3 separate regions of the Mus musculus genome follow, and all the other regions are linked to region 2. Evidence: chromatin contacts called from public promoter capture Hi-C data. All regions are on one chromosome and are shown on one strand. Each heading gives the region's core, a stretch centred on a gene start, on an enhancer-like site or on the middle of the called end of the contact. The rest is flanking DNA. Distances are from core to core; before and after follow the strand shown.

Region 1 (4,333 bases), core at 41-2,540, 8.9 Mb before region 2:
GGCGCATGCCATTAATCCCAGCACTAGGGAGGCAGAGGAGGCCAGCCTGGTCTACAGAGTGAGTTCCAGGACAGCCAGGACTACACAGAGAAACCCTGTCTCTATAAAAATCAAAACAAAAAACAACCAAACAACCAAACAAAAAAATACTACAGAACCTAATCTCCGATCTAACTTAGCAATACTGTTAGAAATTAAAATTTTAACTTACATGTAAGTTTAATATGGTCTTTCTTTTAAAAAACAGAGATGATTTATTCATTCTCATTTTCTTGGAAACGCTATCCTTTATTCCCATTTAAAGTATTTAACCACGGCAGAGTAGTTCCACCCTGGAAAGAAGAAAATATGGAAGTAGGTGAAAGGACAGAAAATTACTAAATACTTAGATATATAGTTACTGGCCTTCCTGTTCTTTCACTTAGTAAGTACTGTAAGAGCTTCTACATACAGCTTACTGGAATGAAAAACGTCAAATCTCAGACTTCCTCTTTTAACTTTAAAAATAATTAATATGGTATCAAACGGGCACATGATATAGAATCTAAAGAAACTGCACTCAAGACCACTCCTAAACTAAATGCCTTGCCATTATCGTAGAGAAATCAAAGAAGCAGGAACCCCAAACCCTGCATTTTGTGTAAACCCTATTAAGTGCCAGGGAACTGAGTCAAGCAAGCTCAAAACGTTACAGCAAGCCGAAACCATCTTCTGAAAACTCACGAAGGCAAATAAAACTGATATGCAGAACTTAACGAGTACGCGACCGGACAGGGCCAACCAGCCAGACTTCTGCCGGATTGAATGGCAATCAATCCGACTCACTGCGGATCACCAGGGAAGCTGCGTCCACCCCAGAACACGCGAAAAAGCAAGTCGCCCCGGGGCCCTTCTCCGACCTCAGGCGGCCGACACAGCCCGCAGCTCCGCCCTGGAGCTCGCTTACAGGAAGTAGCTACCTTAGGGCCGTCGCAGGCCGGCGGGCGACTCGGCTCCCTCCGGGACGCGACCCCGGTGCCCGCTCAGACCCCCACGCAGGCAGCTCGCTCCTGCGCGCACACAGCCACCGTCTCCGGCGACGTCCCGCGGGAAGTTCGTGCATCCGAGACTGCAGTGAGCGCCGCCTCCTCCATGGGAGAGCCGAGAGGAGCCTACCTCGGACAGCCTTCGGCCGCACCGCGGCCAGCACCAGAAGAGCCGCCGAGAACCTGCCGGGAAACCTGGGCGCAGACTAGTGACGTAAACCGCGCGCGCTGGGCAGGCACAGCTCAGGCCCCGCCTCCGCAAGGCTCTTCGCCCCGCCCTGACAGCGAGCCGGAGGAGCCGTACCTTCTAAGGTCATCTTTGCTCACCTACTCATCAAAAATCCAGCCCTGTTATTTAAAATCCGATTTCCTGGGAGTCTTCACGTGGGACCTTTGGGATGGAGGAGGTGGGTTTGACCGCAAAGGGCGGAAGTGGGCGGGACAAGGAGGCAGGTTTCCAGGGAAGAGACAGTAAAGCTTGTGGAGGAGGACCTTGTGATTTGGACAAGAGATCTTTTCCACGAGATGCACAGGAAACAAAGTAATAGCTTTTTCTCGGCTGCTTTTGCTTTGAAAAGACCATTGAAGGCTGCTGAAAATCCTTGTTTACAGGATATGTTACTCCAAGAACATTTGTTTGGGTGTGTTTGGGAGGGAGATCCTTGTAAAATGAATTATACATTTATTGAAACATTAAAAACAGCACTGTAGTTTTCCTATCTCCTATGCTAATGCTTTGGACGTGATGGTCTAAAACATTGAGGGAGTGGCTAAGTAGCTAATTTAAAAGCTACTCTGCTGTGAACTTGACAACCAGATACCCAAGTGTCTTAGAACTGGCTCTTGAGGACTTATTTTGCTCAATTTTTAGGGTAGGCTAATTTCTAGATGACATGCAAGTGGGACTTTGATGATCAGGTAAATACAGAATGACTCCAATTTTTCCACCTTTCCATGTGTCCACAAATTTTACAGTACCTGCATCTCCACTCTCCCTGAATCTGCATTGGCTGGGGGAATGGTATTGAGCAAAGAAAAATGCAATGAAACTTGATAAGAAGCCCGGACTGGTGGGCAGGAGGGAATAATGGAGAACAAATGTAGTACAATGTAGACCAGGAACAAAGCCACCATACTGACTTCCTTCCTGGCTAACTCAGAATTGCTGGCAAGGGTCAGGTTGGTTCACATCAGCAAAACTGCCCCACTGACCCATCGGCCTAAAAGAAAGAATAAGTGATTGCCACCTCATTTTGGTTTAAATTGATAGGCAGCAATAACTTAACTGATAAAGATGGCAACAGACATCTCCAAAGACCTGTTGATTATCATAAAGGCACTGGTTGGTTCATTTGAACAGGTGTGTGCCGTATGTGGGATCAGCATTGTAATTTAACCGTGGTAGAGAATTATCTTGTGGCACCTCCCTCTCCCTTCCCTTCCTCCTTCTCACTCCCTCCTCCCCATTGTCCTAAACATCCAAGGTACAGATCCTTCTCATCCATCTGCTTTCATCATTACAATCCTTTAGCTACTGTCACACTCATTATCTGGTCCTCCAAGCCAGTACTCACATCACACAGTGGAGTGAGTGTGGTGTGTGTGTGTGTGTATGTGTGTGTGTGTGTGTGAGTGCCTATTTAGTATGCTGCGGGCTCCTTAAATGCGCAAATCATTTTTCTAAGTCATAATGTTCCATATCTAATATTGTGTGACTGTTCAAGCAGTGATCATGGGTACCTTTAAAGTTTTAAAATCTAATTTTTGTAGGCCCTTAGGAGACAGAAACAGCAGGATTGCCACAAATTGAAGACTAGCCTGAGCTACATACACATTTTCAGGGAAGCTTGGTTACAGCGTGAGACATTGTTTCCAAAGGAAAACAAAACAAAAGAAAAGTTAAATAATATTGTAATTCTCATATGTTCCTGATGGAATTTAAACTAGCACAACCTTGGGAAATGGACTGACAGCTTCTACAAAAGTTGAATATAGTTAAACATGGTAGCAGATACCTTTAATTCCAGCACTTAGAAGGCAGAGTTCAACCCAGTCTGGTCTACACAGGAAGTTCCAGGACAGATAGGGCTATATAGACAGATGGTGTCTCAAAAAAAAAAAAAAAGCTAAACATACTACAACCATATGACCCAACTGTTTAAGTTATCTATCAAAAAGAAATGAAAACATTCATATAAGCATGAGAGAAATTGTAAATAAATATTCTATAGCTACAGCGGTTATATTTGCAATGACAACAAGCACACCTGTACACATCGCAAATAGCCTAATGTGAGTGGGAAACTAGCCAGTAATAAAACGAAGTGAACTACTGATAGATGCTATAAAATGACTGAGTCTCTGAGAAGTGAAAGCCAGCCTCTCCTTGTACATAAAATATCTGGCTAAGAGAATTAAAAGGAAATGGGAGCTGGAGAGAGGGCTCAGCTGGTAAGAACACTGGCTGCTCTTCCATAAGACCAGGGTTCGATTCCCAGCACCCACATGGCAGCTCACCAGTGTAACTCTAGTTCCAGAGGATCTGGCACCCTTGCACAGACAAACATGCAGGCAAACACATCAATGCACATAAATAATAATAAATCTTGGAAAAGAAAATCTAGGGACTAGGAAGTAGCACATAGTGACAAAAAGTGATGGTGTGGGCACGGAGGGGCAAGAAAAGCAGGTTTCAAGGACCCAAAGGAAACTGGCATAACGACTGTTTTCAGTTTTGTTCCTGATGTGACTTTCATCACATACACTGCATGATATGCTTGTGGTGGTTTGAATATGCTTGGCCTATTATTAGGAGGTGTGGCCTTGTTGGAGTAGGTGTCACTGTGGTGGTGGTATTTGAGGTCAGATATGCAAGCTCCACCCAGTGCACAGAGAGTACCCTTCTCAGTGCCTTTGAATCAAGATGTACTCTTAGCTCCTTCTCTAGCACCATGTCTGCCCCAATTAAATGCTGTCTTTTATAAGAGCTGCCTTATTCATGGTGCGTCTTCACAGCAATGGAATCCTAACCAAGAAAACACACTAGATGATTACAACCTCTTATGTGCCAATTATACCTCAATAAAGCAATTAAATCCTGTTTGTCACTTCTACAAAACCAGTCAAGATGCATAGTAGTTTTTTGTTTGCTTTTGTTTTCTGAGACCAATTCTCACTAGGTAGCTATACCTATCCTAGAACTCACCAGGCTTTGAACTCACAGAGATCTACTCACCTCTGCCTCCCCAACTCTGGGATTAAAGGCATGCACTACTGTACCCGGCAGATAGTATTTTTTTGTTTTGTTT
Region 2 (4,285 bases), core at 1,397-3,896:
AGCCCATGGGCAGAAGGTAACTCATACACTAACCTAAAAAGTAACCAAGAAGGGGGACTCAAGGATAAACTAGTCCTTGCCTAAAAATTTCCAGATCTCCTCGTGCTGTTTAGTCAACTTGACATAAACTGGGGTCATCTGGAAAGAAAGACCCTCAATTGAGAACATGCTTCCACCAGGTGGAACACTTTCTTGATCGATTTTTGATGTGGGAGGGCCCAGTTCACTGTAGATAATGCTATCCCTGGGGCAAGTGGTCCTGAGCTGTTTAAGCAGGCTGGGCAAGCCAGTTAGCAGTGTTCCTTCATAGCCTCTACTTTATTTCCAGCCTCCAGGATTCCTCAGTGATGGACTACAACTGAAATAAAACCCTTACCTTCCAAGCTGCCTGTGGTCATGGTATGTCACAGCTGGAGAAAGCATCCTAGGACACTACTGCAACACAAGCCAACAGTCAGTAGCCCCTCTCGTCCCTTCAGACCTCGTAGCTACCACAGACTCCTCTAGTTGGCCTCTAGTTCAGGGCTGATTAAAGTCACCTGTCCTCACTGCCACCCTGTTTGTTCTTCTGATGACGAACTTGCAACTCTTCTCAGAACAACAGTACTTACTGCCTGTGCCCAGTGTTTGGCCAGATACTATGAAGAACTCCAAGGAATCTGTGAACTTGTTTCCTGACTCACCTATAGCAACATAAAGTGCCCCTCATCTTGTGGTAGCCTTGTTCACACTGGTCTGTCCGCACCAGACATCACCCTGAGTTCTTCTAAAGAACTATTCTTCCACACCAGGGCTTTGCTCAGCTTTATCTCGTTTCCTATTTATTCACCTTAAGGGCACACTTGATTCTACAGATACACAAGCTAAATTCTTCTGGTGGAACAGGATCTGCACTTGGGCAGTGTGGTTCCCAATCAGGCCTGGTTAATCGATACGACACGACACTGTTTTATAAACCGGAGACCTAACGATTTTTACAACTTGCTCTAATACACATTCACACACTTCTGCAACACCATTGACTTAGCTTATCATGGAAAAAAAAAAAAAGTCTGGAATCATGACATTTCCTTTTTAGCCGCAATTTCTAACAGGGAAACAATAATAATAATAATGGTGAACTGACTCAAAAGTATAGTATTTGTTATACTAGAAAAGAATCTTAAGTAGAACCCATAGGACAACAGAATTATGATTATGAATATAAAAATGCTAGAAAACACATCACATAGATTTCGTGGGACCACAAGTGCTCACACCCAACAGAATATGTATATTTAAAGCTGTGTTGACAAGAAGCTAAAACAATTTTATTTTCAATTTTAAAAAGACTTTTATTTTTCCCCAGGAACTAGTCATTAAGATAATAGCTACCCTGTTTCTTTATCGTCTAGAACATCAAAGCAATTTACCAAAGTGTTCCTTCTTGAATATGTTTGGCATCATACAATTTCATTTAGGTTTAGAAAGTTAGAAAACTCTTTATAAACAAAAAGACAATTAAATGAAAATTTAAAGCTCCAAACCATAATAATAATAATAAAAAAATCAAACAAAAAACCCTGCAACACATCCTAACGCTCCAAGGCCTTTATGCGTAGCAGAATCAAGCTTCCTCCGACCCCCATTCCCCCTGTTCTTTTATACTGGATCTCCAGAGTCCCTCAGACCATAACTCAAAGAGTTCAAGAGGATGTGGCTGGGGCACTAGCAGTTGCAGGTCTAGCCCTACTCTCCTCATCTGCCAAAGCCTCGCAGTATTGTGTGGGCCAGTCTTTGGGGTCCTGGTTATGGACTTTGGCCACAAACTTAAGAACTTTCATCTTGCTGGTTTCCAGGTTGGTTCGCGGGCCCCACTGTAATTCATAGTCCACAGGATCGGTGTGGGGTATCCTCCGGTACTCCAAGTAGCGCTGCCGCACAAAGTCTTCGGTAATGAGTTTCTTTGGGTCGCCAAAAATTAAGTGTTTCTTAGTGGGGTACACTCCGAGCCGTCGCAGGAAGTCCCAGACCTCAGTCTCGGTGATGGTGTTGCCTTTCATGAAGATAAGCCCCAGGACTATCATAAGCAGGCCCGAGATGGGGGTACCCTGATCGCCCCTCATCTCCGCATCCGCCTCCACCGGCTCCAGCATGTTGATGAGGATGTAGCTGTGGCTCTTGGGCTCCAGCTCCACCAGCTTGTACCCGAACACGTATTGCAGGCGCTCGGCGGCCAGCTTCAGAAGGTTGGGGTACACGTCCCGGTAGTCGCCCACCACGTGCTTCAGGATGTCCGTCCGCTTGATCGGGATCTTCTTCTGGTCCTTGATCAGCAGGAACTGCACCAGCTCGGCCACCTTCAGCTCCAGCTGCTTCTGAGTGCGCGGCCCCACGGTCGGGGCCGACAGGGAAGCGCGGGAGCCCTGGGAGGAGCCGCCCGCGGCGCGGGACGTGCTGGGTCCTTCCTCGCCAGCGCCTCCCCAGTCCCGCTCCGGGTCAGCCTGCGTGCTGGGCCGACCGCGGCCCCTCGGCTTCTGCAACATGTCCCCGGTCGGCGGAGAGCAGGCCGCGATCGGGAGCAGCAACCGCCAGAAGACTCCGCCGAGCGAGCGCGCCCCAGAGGCTGGGAGAGAAGCTGCGGCGCGCGCGTGACGTCACGTCGCCGGCGCGCTGCGTCCGGGAGGCGGAGCGATACGACTGGGAGCCAGCCTGCGGGGGCGGGGACTCTTCATAGCTACTGCGCATGCGGAGGGCCTCGGCGCTGGCAGCAGCTCCTCCTGGGCTTTATCCCCAGTTTTAATGAGAATTGAATGGTGTTTATGAGCTCATATAAATAGAAAACAAGAACCAAAACTTCTCGGCAAGTGTGCGGTTGAGTTCTAGGGCACACCTGTTTAGACACGTCTAATAGTTTTTGGTTAGTTTTTAAGCTACAAAGTTTGTCTATGGAACACAAAGGATAAATGTGTGCGGGTGGGAAAATAAAGGGAGAGGAGGAAAAGATCTGGAAAGTCAAGAAAAAAAAAAAAAGAGTTACCGGGCAGTGGTGGCGCACGCCTTTACTCCCAGCACTTGGGAGGCAGCGGCAGGCAGGTCTCTGGGTTCGAGGCCAGCCTGGTCTACAGAGTGAGTTCCGGTGCAGCTAGGGCTACACAGAAAAAACCTGTTTCGAACCCCCCCCCCCCCCCAAATAAAAAAAAGTGTTGACTTGTGCACCAAATGCGGGACATGACAGACTAGGGGACCCTGTCCCGGTATCTGTCCTTGGCAGAGTTCATTCCCACCTGGCCAGTTAATTTCTGTACAATCCCTTGAGTCTGTAAGGGAAGTTATTCTTAAAAGCAAGACTTCTGCAATTTTCAGGTTCACATTCTCTTCATTGAATTTCAGTTAGATGACCATGAGAAACCACGTAAGCACTGCCAATAACGTGACTTAGTTTGGTAATGTGGACTGACCTTTTGGAAGACATGTTTGGGAAAACTGCCGCGGACCCACATCCACAATTTTAGCAGAAACATGTTAGAGGAATGCTAACCCCAGAGGCACTTGCTCTCTCCAGAGATTACCATTTAATTTAGGTTACCAATGATTGGGAGTAGCAATAATGTGAATTTCTTAATTCTCTCTCTTAATATATAAGCTTTAAAATCTCAATAAGAAAGAGAAGAGCTATCATCCTTTATAATTTGTGGTGTGTGTGGCTTGTAGATGGTTTAAATTGTGCAACTCTAATAGACAAAATGAGTCATTTCATTAACTCAAACCATCAGCAGTCTGTTGCTATTACTGCTGTGGATCTCAGCAAATGGGTTTCTTCTCCATTTACTGACAACGGAACTGAGTTTTCCTCTCTCTTTTTTAAAGCTACCAAGAAAATAGGTAAACTATTCAGAGAACGAACTCAAATTGATTTCCTCCTTAATGCAAATATATTCAGAGGAAAGCAATTCAGATCACATTATTTGAATAATAACACCAAAACATGGCCTTATTAAAATTTCATTAAATGTAAGCAGCATAAAATTTTTGTTTATAATTCAATATGAAAATGCACTCTGATAATGGGACCTGCAATGCTAATATAAAATCCCACCCCATGTTGTGATTCAAGTGTTCTGAAATCTAGTGAGCTTTGAGCAGTAACTTTCTATTCCATACAGGGTCTACGAAGACATCATCAAAGGTTGGTCGCAATGGCAGAGGCTGCAACAGTTTGAATGTGTCCTTTAAAGCTTGCATGTTGGAAATGTAATCCCCCCACTGAAGAGGGCTTTGTCCTCATGAGTGAATGAATGCCATG
Region 3 (4,541 bases), core at 1,943-4,442, 5.6 Mb before region 2:
TCAAAAGCTTCTATACAGCAATTCCACAACAAAAAACACAAAGCAAATTCTACAACAAAACACAAGCATGTGTACACACACACACACACACACATTCCTTTGCTTAAATTGTAATTCTATTAGTTTTTAAGTTGTGAAACATGGGCCAATTGCTCACTTCTCACTATAAATTCAATTTGCAAATATACAAAATGAATACTTGCCAAGTCTGTTGCCCAGAAATTGTGTCAAAAGGCAAGTTGAACTGGAACAACGTGTGTGTGTGTGTGTGTGTGTGTGTGTGTGTGTGTGTGTGTGTCTTTTATCCATGGATTCAAAGGAAGCTGGGTTGGGGCTGGTAGCTTGGCCCATTCTAGGAGCTTAGGTGGGGTAGGAAAAGATACAAGCAACACATTAGCACTTCAGAAACTTGCTGTTAACTACTCAAATTTATATAGATGTGATCAGCATCCTAAACAAAATAAATAAAAGCAACAGAAAATATGTTGCTAAGAATGATATCTGTCTTACTACAGTCAAAATGTTTGGTCCTTGTATGCTAATAGACTAGGTTAATACTACAAAACAAAAATGTAAGCTTTAATAATAGAGTTCTGCAGCAGTGGTAAGAGTTAACAAATAAAAGATCATTTCAGCAATAGAATTTTGTATTCTGCATATATCAGTGTCAAGTAAGACATTGCCTTTAAATGAAGTATTATATTCATAATTATTGATTAACCAGATGCCTTTTTAAAAAAGACTTATTTATTTATTTTATGTATACAAGTATACTGTTGGCTATTAGCCCTTTCTTGGATGTAGGGTTGGTAAAAATCTTTTCCCAATCTGTAGGTTGCTGTTTTGTCCTGTTGACAGTATCCTTTGCCTTACAGAAGCTTTTCAATGTTATGAGATTTCATTTGTCAATATTTGATCTGTCCATAGAGCCAGAGGCATTGGTGCTCTGTTAAGGACATTTTCTCCCGACCATTTTTTTGTGTTGAGGATTTATACGTTTTCTGATCATTTTATCCTAGCTCAGGAGTAGCATATAAGTATTAGTTGACACCCAGAAAACCATACAAGTGCTCAACGGTTCTAAAAAACTTTTACAGGCCTGATTTCCTCTTTAACCGATTTACTGAAGATATGTACAGAGATTTTCTTGTATTGTTTTACAAGGCTCAGGTTGTTCTGAGTAAATAAATAGTAGACACTAAGCTTGTTTAAAGAATGAATATGCTTATACAGTTGCATGGTTCTTTTACATTTGAAATGAGAAAATATTTCAAACTATTGAGGCTCATTTAGACCTTATTACACACCTAGATACCAAGTAGCCTTTCCTAGAAAGTGTGTCTGAAAAATGAAAAAATATTATGAAAAGTATACAAATATGTTGGCAGGAATCATTCATGGTAATAATTTTTAGCATAAATATTGACTTCTCAACCTCTCTTTGAGATAGTCTCTTTTTATAGTGAGGCCTGCCATAGAACTCAAGATTTTCCTGCCTATGTTGGGGTTTCAGGCATGTACCTTTATGTCTAGCATTAATGTTTCTAAATTTTAAAAATGATAAATCAAAATACATGAAGTCCTGAACATCAGAGGCCCATATAAGAATACATATTGAACATTAAGTAAATAATTTCTTCAGATTGTTAAGAGAAATTAGTATTCTCCATGATCTCCATATAGAACTTGACTGGCACTTGGATATGTATTTCCTTTAAACTTTTAAGCTTTTTAGAAGTCTGGGCTGCTGGCTACATTTTGATAATTCACATGACTAGACCATGACCTTTCATTTTCAGACTTTTATTTAGGAGTGAATAGCTGAAAGCGTCTTCACATGCTGCAACAGTTTATGTACTTTACTTTTCTTAGCAGTCTAATGATTTTCAGTTTTGGTTTTGTATTTAAATAGTTTGCAAAGATAACTCTTTAAAGGGTTACATTTATTACTGGCCCCTTTCATATAATACAATGGTATTCCAAATGAGGATCTTTAATGGATGGAGAAAAAAAAAGAATAGAAAAAATTTAAAGTATCTTAAAATCTGATATAACAGTTGCACTTATTATTTATCCTGTAATAGTTTACACACACACACGCCTATTATTTTTTAATTTTAAAAAATTGCAAGCCTTTAATCCCAGCATTCAGAAAGCGAATCTCTGAATTCAAAGCCAGCCTGGTCTACAGAGTGGGTTCCAGGACAGCCAGGGCTTCACAGAGAAATCTGTCTTGAAAAACCAATAATAAAAATATTTTTTATAGTGGGGAGATCTTTCATATATATATGATGTGTATATATATATACACACACATACACACACATTATAGGAGCTGTAATAAACAGAAAAGCACATTAATACATGTGATTGTTACATTTTGAGCACTAGATGATTAAGGCTTACTAAGTTGCAAGCCAGGAAATAACATGTCAGCTAGTCTTTATAATAATTTAGTGTCAAAATCATTAACAACAAACCTAAGTTAAACCCTCACTCCGGTACCAACAAGTCACATGGCTCTAACAGGGTTCGGGTGTTCTGTAAATCAAAATTAGTCTCTATCCACGTGTGATCAAGCAAGGCGGTTTCTTCTCAGTTGACATCTACTGGAAGACAACACAGGAGGGGCTGGGCTTTTACCTACTAGTCTGGTAAGCCAGTGACATATCATGTTCTGGCAGAGGCTGATGGCCTTGTTTGCTGAAAGGTTGCCCAATCTCAACGCCTGAATCCTTTACTCGGACAGTTCGGATGAAAAGTCGTAAGGGTCAGCTCTAGCAACAAAACGCTTCTATGCCTCCTCGTGCCGCCAGTAGGCTACACCCTCTTGGCCTATTCGTCCCTCTGACTCCTGGGCTTTGCTAGGCTGGGTAGACCTGTCCGCTCTCGCGAGTACACCGAAGCACACTGGTCTATAGATTGAGTAAAAGGAGCAGAGGCTAAAAACACCAAGCCTCTCTCAGCCCAGTCTCAAGATGGCGACGATGCTGGCCAGCTTCCACCCAGCCCAAGGCCATCTCCCCTTCCCAAAGGCCCCTGCGCCGCAGGCGAAGGCGAGCTAGAGGAGGGCCCCACAGAGCTGCGATCGGGGCGGGGCAGAGCCCGTCGCCATCCCACGCACGCGCAACCCCGCCTCGCATCCCGCCTCCGGACTCCGAGCCCTCGCCCGGCAGGGTTGGCGCGCGCTGCCTGTCGGGATACTCGGTCCGCCCACCTAGTCCTCTCGTCCAGTGCTGCGTTCGCGAGATCCGTATTTCTCCCAAGATGGTGGCGCTCCTCTTTGGGTGACTCCAGGAGACGACAGGGCCTTTCGTCTTTGCCAGCACCTCGTCGCCCCTCCTGCGCTCGCTCTCTCGCTCGCGCACCGGGCCACGCAGCTGTTCACCGCCTCGTTACGCTTCTCTTCCGTCGACCTGTCGCTGACGGTGGCGCCTCCTTCTGCTTCTCTTCGGAGTTGCTCGCCGCCCTCGCCCCCCACTGTGGACAGATCGCGACAGCAGCGCTTCAGCGCCGACTTCAAGGTTGCCCAGGCGCCTGGCCTCTCGGCCTCGGTTTCCTGAGGAGAAGCGCGGGTCCCGCATGAGACCCGGCGGTGGCGCCAGCGAAAGGGAACGAGGCGGTGGCGGGCGGCGGCGGTGGACGAGGGCGACAAGGACCAGTGAGGCGGCCGCAGCTGCGAGGGCCGCAGCCCACGCGCGGGGGCGAGGACAGGTCAGTGCTGCTGCGGCTGCGGCCTGCCCGGCGCGCTCCCTCTGGTCTGTACCGCCGGTCCCCTCGTCACCCTCCGGCCCGCGCTGACAGGGTAGGCGCCGGGCCCTCACCCGCCTCCGTGAGCGAGTGCTTGGGGCGCGTGGTCTGGAGGGGCCGGTGCCAGGACTAGGCCCTGGTGGCTGCGGCTGCTGCAGCCTTAACTGTCAGTGCTGGCTGGACGCAGGAGGGAGGGTTTTGTCACCCACGGGTACCCGAGTGGGCCCGGGGTGGGGCGGACGTGCAGGGCGTCGAGATCGGGGGCCTCATCTAAGCAGAGATCGGAGAGCCAGCCGTGGCTTCAGGCTGCGAAAGGCAGGCCTTTTCCTCCAAAGGGGCGCTCTGGTGGGGAAGACATATTTAGATGTGTGCTTAGTGGGTTGGGGTATTGGGGGTGGATTGGAAGGAAGACGGATGAAGCGGCACCTCAAGCCCAAGGATTGCGCTCTGGTTTTATTCGTGTGCTGCTTCTGGTAGGATTCAGTAGTTGAACGTGAGTTACTGATTCCTCAGAAACTGCTGTGTTAATTTTCAATGCAAACCTGTAAGCAGTTGGCCTCCTCCTCTTCTCCCCTCCCCCTTTTCAGTTGAGAAAATGAAAAGGACGTTTTCCCCATTTTGATGCGGAGGCTTTTTGTTGGAAGAATCAGAGTTGAATGTGCTATAATTGCGTTAGCCTTAAAAATAGAAAGTATAATTTTAATAAGACTTTATCAGCTTTAGAAGAATCCTCTAAAGACAATTTTACGTCAATTTTTTTTATGTCTTTTGAGCATGCTAAAATAGAACAG

The links. Promoter capture Hi-C pulls out the DNA fragments that hold promoters and counts their contacts.
Region 1: a promoter capture Hi-C map of pre-B cells shows a contact between it and region 2, with 6 times the contacts expected there. The contact joins the promoter of A230056P14Rik here to the promoter of Nsmce3 in region 2. A contact is called at or near these places in 1 of 39 promoter capture datasets (pre-B cells) and 1 of 484 Hi-C or Micro-C datasets (pre-B cells).
Region 3: a promoter capture Hi-C map of pre-B cells shows a contact between it and region 2, with 4 times the contacts expected there. The contact joins the promoter of Ube3a here to the promoter of Nsmce3 in region 2. A contact is called at or near these places in 3 of 39 promoter capture datasets (cranial neural crest, liver and pre-B cells).

Annotation. Positions count from the first base shown.
Region 1 is chr7:55,961,241-55,965,573 of GRCm38.p6, forward strand. A230056P14Rik (RIKEN cDNA A230056P14 gene) reads left to right here and starts at 1,291. Exons shown (of 6, transcript NR_015495.2): 1 at 1,291-1,432. Nipa2 (non imprinted in Prader-Willi/Angelman syndrome 2 homolog (human)) reads right to left here and starts at 1,253. Exons shown (of 7, transcript NM_001256130.1): 1 at 960-1,253; 2 at 212-332.
Region 2 is chr7:64,870,394-64,874,678 of GRCm38.p6, forward strand. It overlaps Nsmce3 (NSE3 homolog, SMC5-SMC6 complex component), which reads right to left and starts at 2,647. Exons shown (of 1, transcript NM_023239.5): 1 at 1,289-2,647. The coding sequence starts at 2,525. The coding sequence ends at 1,686. The region is part of intron 2 of Fam189a1 (family with sequence similarity 189, member A1); the gene reads right to left.
Region 3 is chr7:59,225,558-59,230,098 of GRCm38.p6, forward strand. It overlaps Ube3a (ubiquitin protein ligase E3A), which reads left to right and starts at 3,193. Exons shown (of 11, transcript NM_001033962.2): 1 at 3,193-3,714.